Linked DNA regions of Mus musculus: region 2 is linked to region 1. A link is a contact called in public promoter capture Hi-C data. All regions are on one chromosome and are shown on one strand. Each heading gives the region's core, a stretch centred on a gene start, on an enhancer-like site or on the middle of the called end of the contact. The rest is flanking DNA. Distances are from core to core; before and after follow the strand shown. Region 1 holds the start of C5ar1 (complement component 5a receptor 1). Region 2 holds the start of Sae1 (SUMO1 activating enzyme subunit 1).

Region 1 (3,013 bases), core at 157-2,656:
CCACATCTGGCTGTTTTTGAGTGTTTGAGATGGTGTCTCGGGTTGTCTGTATTGCTAGGAATGAACTTGAGCTATGGTGTCTCCTGCATCCACCTCCCAAATGCTGAGATTATAGACATCGTTGAAATCTCCGGAGTGTGTTCCTTTCACGGCCCATCTCGCTGCATACTCACAGGAGTTCCGGGGTCCTGTGGTCTCACGTGGCTGATGCATCAGGTGTTCAGGGTAGGATGTGGGAGGAGAAGAGAGAAGATAGAAGATTTCAGGTTTCAAACAAACAGAAAACACAACAAAGGATTAATTAGGCTGTTAAGACAGAATAAGACATTTCATCTCTTATGCTCCACGCCCCCCAGCCCTGAGATAGGCTTTCATTATGTGGCTCTTACTGACCATGAGTTTACAGAGTGTTGGGATTGCGTACCACACATGTGACCATAGGTTTGTTTTATTTTTATTTTTTTAAAAAATTGGTCCTTCCTATGCAGGTGGCCTGGAATTTTTAATCCTCCTGCTTTTGTCCAAGTAATAGAATTACAGGCATGTATAATTGTGCCTAACCTGAGCCAATTTTGTCTTTGCTAAAAAGCACAGGTTCTCAACCTGTGGGTCCTGACCCCTGGGGGGAGGGTGTCACATCTCAGATATCTTGTATATCTGATATTTACATTACAGTTATGAAGTAACAATGAAATGCTTTTGTGGTTGGGGGTCACCACAATATGTGGAACCAACTGTTTTCAGGGTCACAGTGTCAGGAAGGTTGAGAGCCACTGCTACAAAGGATCTCACAAAGCCTACTCTGGATTAGAAGTTACTGTGCAGCCAGGAGGATGGCTTTGAACTTATTCTCCTGCCTCAGCCGCCTGGGTGCTGGGGTCGGATGCAGCACTACATCAGGTTTTATGCGGTGCTGGGAATGGTATCCAGGGCTTTGCACATGCTAGGCAAGTGTTTAACCAACCAAGCCATGATCCCAGCATGCTTTGCTTTATTATTTGAGACAGGTCCTGTTCTGCAGCCCAGGGTGATCCTCCTGCCCCAGTCTCCTGAGTGCTAGCATTGAGTTAACACATCTCCCTAACCCCCTTAAGAGAAAACGCCAAGACCTTGGCCATCTCTTCAGCCCTCTGTGTGCTTTCTTGCTATAAAAGCCACCAGGCTGGGGAGCTGTGGTCATTATTTCTGTCATGTAGAAACCCCAGAAACTCCAAAACTTCCTTCAGAAGAGGTAGGCTCCTCCTCAGATTGGGGAACGAGGCCAGGAAAAGCAGCTGCGTCCCCAAAAGTGAAGAAGTCCTGGAAATTGCCTTTTCCCCTTCTGGGGCCAGAGACTTCCTTCCTTTTCCAAGTTGACATCTCTCCCCTGGCTGGTTGGTACTGGGTGGTGCTGAGGGTGTACTGGGTAAGCACCGGTGGAGGGAGCCTCAGCTAGGATGGTCAGTGAGTGACCAATGAGCACCTCCAGGAGACAAGACAGTCATTTCCTCTCAGTTGCCTGCATCTCTTCTTGAGGGTTTAAAAGGCACAGCCTGGGTGACAGGGACCTTCAGGCATCCGTCGCTGGTTACCACAGAACCCAGGAGGAGCCAGGACATGGTGAGTGGATTCCTCTCCCTGTCTGACTTTCTTTGCCCATTTCTAGCTCCTTTCCCATCCTGAGCTCACACTCTGAGATGGGATGTGGCCAACGGACTAAGGGGATTTATGGGAACCACGGCGGCCTCACCAAGATGTAGGCTCAAGAAGGTTCTTCAGGACAGGAGACCCTGGAGTCAGCTCTCCTCACTGAAGAGTTCTAGAAGTTGGGCATGTTCATTTACACTTGTAATCTGAGCCCTCAAGAGGCCGGGGCAGGATGCTGCAGTCAAGGCTACATAGTGACTTTTAGGCTAGTGTGAGCTACACTATGAGATACTGTGTTCAGAGACAAATGGGCTGGAGGTAGAGATCAGGTGTGAGAGTGCTCTGTGGGAGAGCTGGAAGCCATGGGTCCAATGACCAGCACCTCGTACAGCTGGGTGGGAGTGATTGGAAATTCAATCTTACATAGTAATTTTGAGGTTAACCTGGGCTACACTACATGAGACCCTACTTCAGAAAAGCAAGAACAAAAAAATAATTTTACAAACTAGCCAAGGTGGTGGCTCAAACCTGCTATCCTGGCTCCTAGCAGGAGGTTTGAGATTTGGGGCGAGCCTAGGCAACTTTGTTGAGACTTTGTCTCAAAGACTAAAAGCAAAACAAAACAAAAACTCAAACAGTGTGAATAAAGGAAGGAAGAATGAAACAATTGCAGAAACCTGTTGGGATTGTAGCTCACTGCCTAGCCTGAGTGTGGCCCAGGGTTCCGTCTCCTACGCTGAGTCTAAAACTACCAAGCAGAGACTGGGTGCTGTGACGCACACCTTTTAATCCCGCACTCAGGAGGCAGAATCGGGAGGTTCTCTGTGAGTTCGAGGCCAGCCTGGTAAACATGTAAAGAAGTCTAAGGAAGGTCAATGTTGAGAGTCTTGACAGCCAGTTTGAAAGAACGCCCATTCCCAGAAAAGTTAGAGGAAGCCCAGATGGGAGCACTGATGGCCTGGGTCCTTCTGTGGTTAATGGCCATGACCCTCTAGGCAGGTCCCTCTCCATGCCTGGGACCTGACGTTGAGGCATGGTGCTAGACCAGCGGCGACTTGGCCCCACTGTAACAGAGGATACGGTCTTGCTTCATCCACACAAAAGAGGAAACGGAAAACTTGATGACAGGGAGGGTACACGCTTTCTTCATCCTTCTTCTGTCCCATCCAATCCTGTGTCTGCCCCGAGCAATTGGGGTTTCCAGAACAGGGTGGGTTCTTTTTCCTTTCTACACAACGTTTCTGAAGACGAAGTCACTTTATTGACCACCCGAACTGTAGAGTCCCTGATTTGGGCTGGGGCGTGACTGAGTTTTTTGTTTTTTGTTTGTTTGTTTGTTTGTTTTAAATACTGGAATAGGCTGTCAGTATCTTTTTTTTTTTTTAAG
Region 2 (3,013 bases), core at 191-2,690, 130 kb before region 1:
ATTAAAGGCATGTGTAACCATACTGGGATTTATTCTAATTTTTTTTTTTTTTGAGGTAGAGTCCTGCTATGTGGTCCAGACTGGCTTTGAACTCTGTTTTTTTTTTTTTAAAGATTTATTTATTATTATATCTTAGTACATTGTAGCTATCTTCAGACACACTAGAGGAGGGCATGTGGTTGCTGGGATTTGAACTCAGAACCTTTGGAAGAGAAGTCAGTGTTCTTAACTGCTGAGCCATCTCGCCAGCCCCAGCTTTGAACTCTCTCTCTTTTTTTAAAGATTTATTTATTAATTTTATTTATGTGAGTGCACTGTAGCTGTCTTCAAACACACACCAGAAGAGGGCATCAGATCCCATTAGAGATGGTTGTGAGCCACCAGGTGGTTGCTGAAAATTGAACTCAGGACCTCTGGAAGAGTAGTCAGTGCTCTTAACCACTGAGCCATCTCTCCAGCCCCAGCTTTGAACTCTTTTTTGTTTGTTTGTTTGTTTGTTTGTTTTTGTTTTTTGAGACAGGGTTTCTCTATATAGCCCTGGCTGTCCTGGAACTCACTCTGTAGACCAGGCTGGCCTCCAACTCAGAGATCTTCCTGCCTCTGCCTCCAGAGTGCTGGGATTAAAGCTCTGGGCAGCCATCATCACCCAGCATCAGCCTTGGTTTTTGACCCAGGATATCTTCATTGGGATATGGGTTTGTTGGTTAGATAAGTGTGGGTCTGAGCAAGGCCCAGAAAACCTTCTCCCAAGTGCTGGGATTACAAATCTGCACTACAAATTTGTTTGTTTGTTTGTTTTGTTTTTGTTTTAAATAGGAATATAGATATTAAACTCAGGCAAGCACTTTACTGAGCCATCTTTTCAGTCCTTGACGGTTTTGAGACAGGATCTCATTCGTAGTAATTCTCCTACTTCAGCCTTGTGAAGGCATGAATGCTGGGATTACAGGCACGAGCTCATAAATTTAGGTTTGCTTCTGTTAACAGGATCTCATGTAACCCAGGCTGGCCTTTAACTTTTGATTCCTTTCACTTATTTTTGTCCAAAAGCTGTGATTACAGGCATAGCCCACCATGATCAATTTGAGTCTTGCATCTTACATAAGGATTTGAGAATGTGTCAGGAGAGGAGAGGGCAGAGAGGAGTCCTTCCTCTTTTTCTGTCCAGGAGGAAAGTCTAGCTTTCTTTTGTTTTATTTTTTTCGCCTCAATAGGTAGTGAGCTCCATGTGTTGTTATTTTAAAGTAGTATCTTTATTTCACCACACCATCGATGCTGGAATCCCGGTGACAACTCGATCCAGATCCGCTTCATAAATGACCGCGTGGACATCCTCGAGGAATCAAAACACCCGCCACTTTTCTTTTTTTTTCTTTTTCCTCTCCGGGATTGATTGGCGTCTCCATCACGTGATGGGGCAGCGAGCGGGCCTTGGAGTCTTCGGTATCCACGTGGTCTCCCGCAAAGCACGGAGGTGGCACTGCGCAGGCGCGGCTCTCTGCGCAGGCGCAAGCGCGTCCCCGGTGCACGGACTCGCTGCTGGCGGTTAGCGAGAGCGGGAGCGGGTGAGCTGAAAGCCGGCGCCATGGTAGAGAAGGAGGAGGCTGGCGGCGGCGGCGGCGGTGGCATCAGCGAGGAGGAGGCAGCGCAGTATGACCGACAGATCCGCCTGTGGGGACTGGAGGCCCAGAAGCGGTGAGGGGCGCCGCGGGCATCCTGCGGGCCGGCGTGTGGGCCCTGAGGGAGTGGGTGCGGCCCTGTTGTGGAGCGGAGGCGGGATTGCTGCACTTGGGTTTCCTAGTGCTTCAGAACTGACGAATGGACGGTGTTTCTGCAAAGTACCGGAGGTGGAGATGTCCCCTGTGTAGTATTGAGAGTGTCCTTGGAGGAGGCGGGGGAGAGGGAGGATTTGAACTTGAGGCTCCCTCGGTGTCAGTACCTGGTGATGGTGGGATTTAGGTGAGGCTTGTAGGGTCTAAGTGGGGTGAGCATTAGTGCAAAATAGGGGGGTGGCGGGCTGAGCTCATTAATTTCTATGCATGGGAACCTGTGTTGGACGCCCTGGGGACTTGACAAACCCCACAGGCTCCTCTAGAGGAGTGCTTGAGGGCAAGTCCTGACAAAGGGACCCCTGGAGAGGCGCAGAGTGGCCCAATTTATTCAGCACACAGCTACAGACGTTGGGTTGTTTGTTTGTTTGTTTGTTTTTCTTTCCCCTTCCCCCAGACCAGGTTTCTCTCTGTGGCCCTGGCTGTCCTGGGCCTCGCTCTGTAGACGATCTCAAACTCAGAGATCTGCCTGCTTCTGCATCCCGAATGAGTACAGGGATTAAAAAGGCACGTGCCATCACGCCTGGCTTCCTTAACATATTCAAGTTATAAATTATATTTTGTGGGGATATGGTTGTTCATATTTTTAATTCTAGTACTCCTGAGGCAGAGGCAGGAGTATGTCTGTGAGTTCGAGGTTAGTCTGAGCTATGTAGTTCCAACACAGCCAGGGCTACCACAGTGAGATCCTGACTCAAATCAAAACAAACTCCAAAGGTAATTGTTTTTATAGCTTAGGCTGGCTTTGAACTTGCAGAGATCTTACTTGTCTTAAGTGCTGAGATAAATACATGCATCATCACACATTGGCTCCCTAGGCATTTTTGGGGGGAGCATTTTTTGGGGGAGAGGTTTTAGAATTTTATGTTTTGACTTCTCTGTACGTTTTCCATGGTGTTGATGTGGATGCCAAAGGACAACTTTGTGAAGTCAGTTCCTTTATGTAGATTTTTGAGGTCTAAACTCAGGTTGCCAGGTGTCCCCCAGGCATTTGAGACAAGCACTTTACTTGGTGAGGCATCTTACTTGGGCTCCTTGAGCATTTTTTATTGAACTAAATAGGCTCCTTCCCAACTTGAAGCTTATGTTTTGATGGGGACTAAGAGCAATATTCATAAATAATAAAGTTCCATAGTGATAAGGCTCTAGGGTAGTGTCGTACATACACCTGACATTGCAGCACT

What was found. Capture Hi-C pulls out chosen DNA fragments and counts their contacts.
Region 2: a contact with region 1 is called in a promoter capture Hi-C map of adipose tissue. The contact joins the promoter of Sae1 here to the promoter of C5ar1 in region 1. A contact is called at or near these places in 2 of 39 promoter capture datasets (hippocampal neurons and neutrophils), 1 of 484 Hi-C or Micro-C datasets (macrophages), 2 of 115 datasets of contacts at active chromatin or transcription factors (bone marrow-derived macrophages and embryonic stem cells) and 1 of 9 other capture datasets (adipose tissue).

The regions. Positions count from the first base shown.
Region 1 is chr7:16,257,731-16,260,743 of GRCm38.p6, reverse strand. It overlaps C5ar1 (complement component 5a receptor 1), which reads left to right and starts at 1,406. Exons shown (of 2, transcript NM_001173550.1): 1 at 1,406-1,599. The coding sequence starts at 1,597.
Region 2 is chr7:16,386,323-16,389,335 of GRCm38.p6, reverse strand. Sae1 (SUMO1 activating enzyme subunit 1) reads left to right here and starts at 1,440. Exons shown (of 9, transcript NM_019748.3): 1 at 1,440-1,695. The coding sequence starts at 1,586.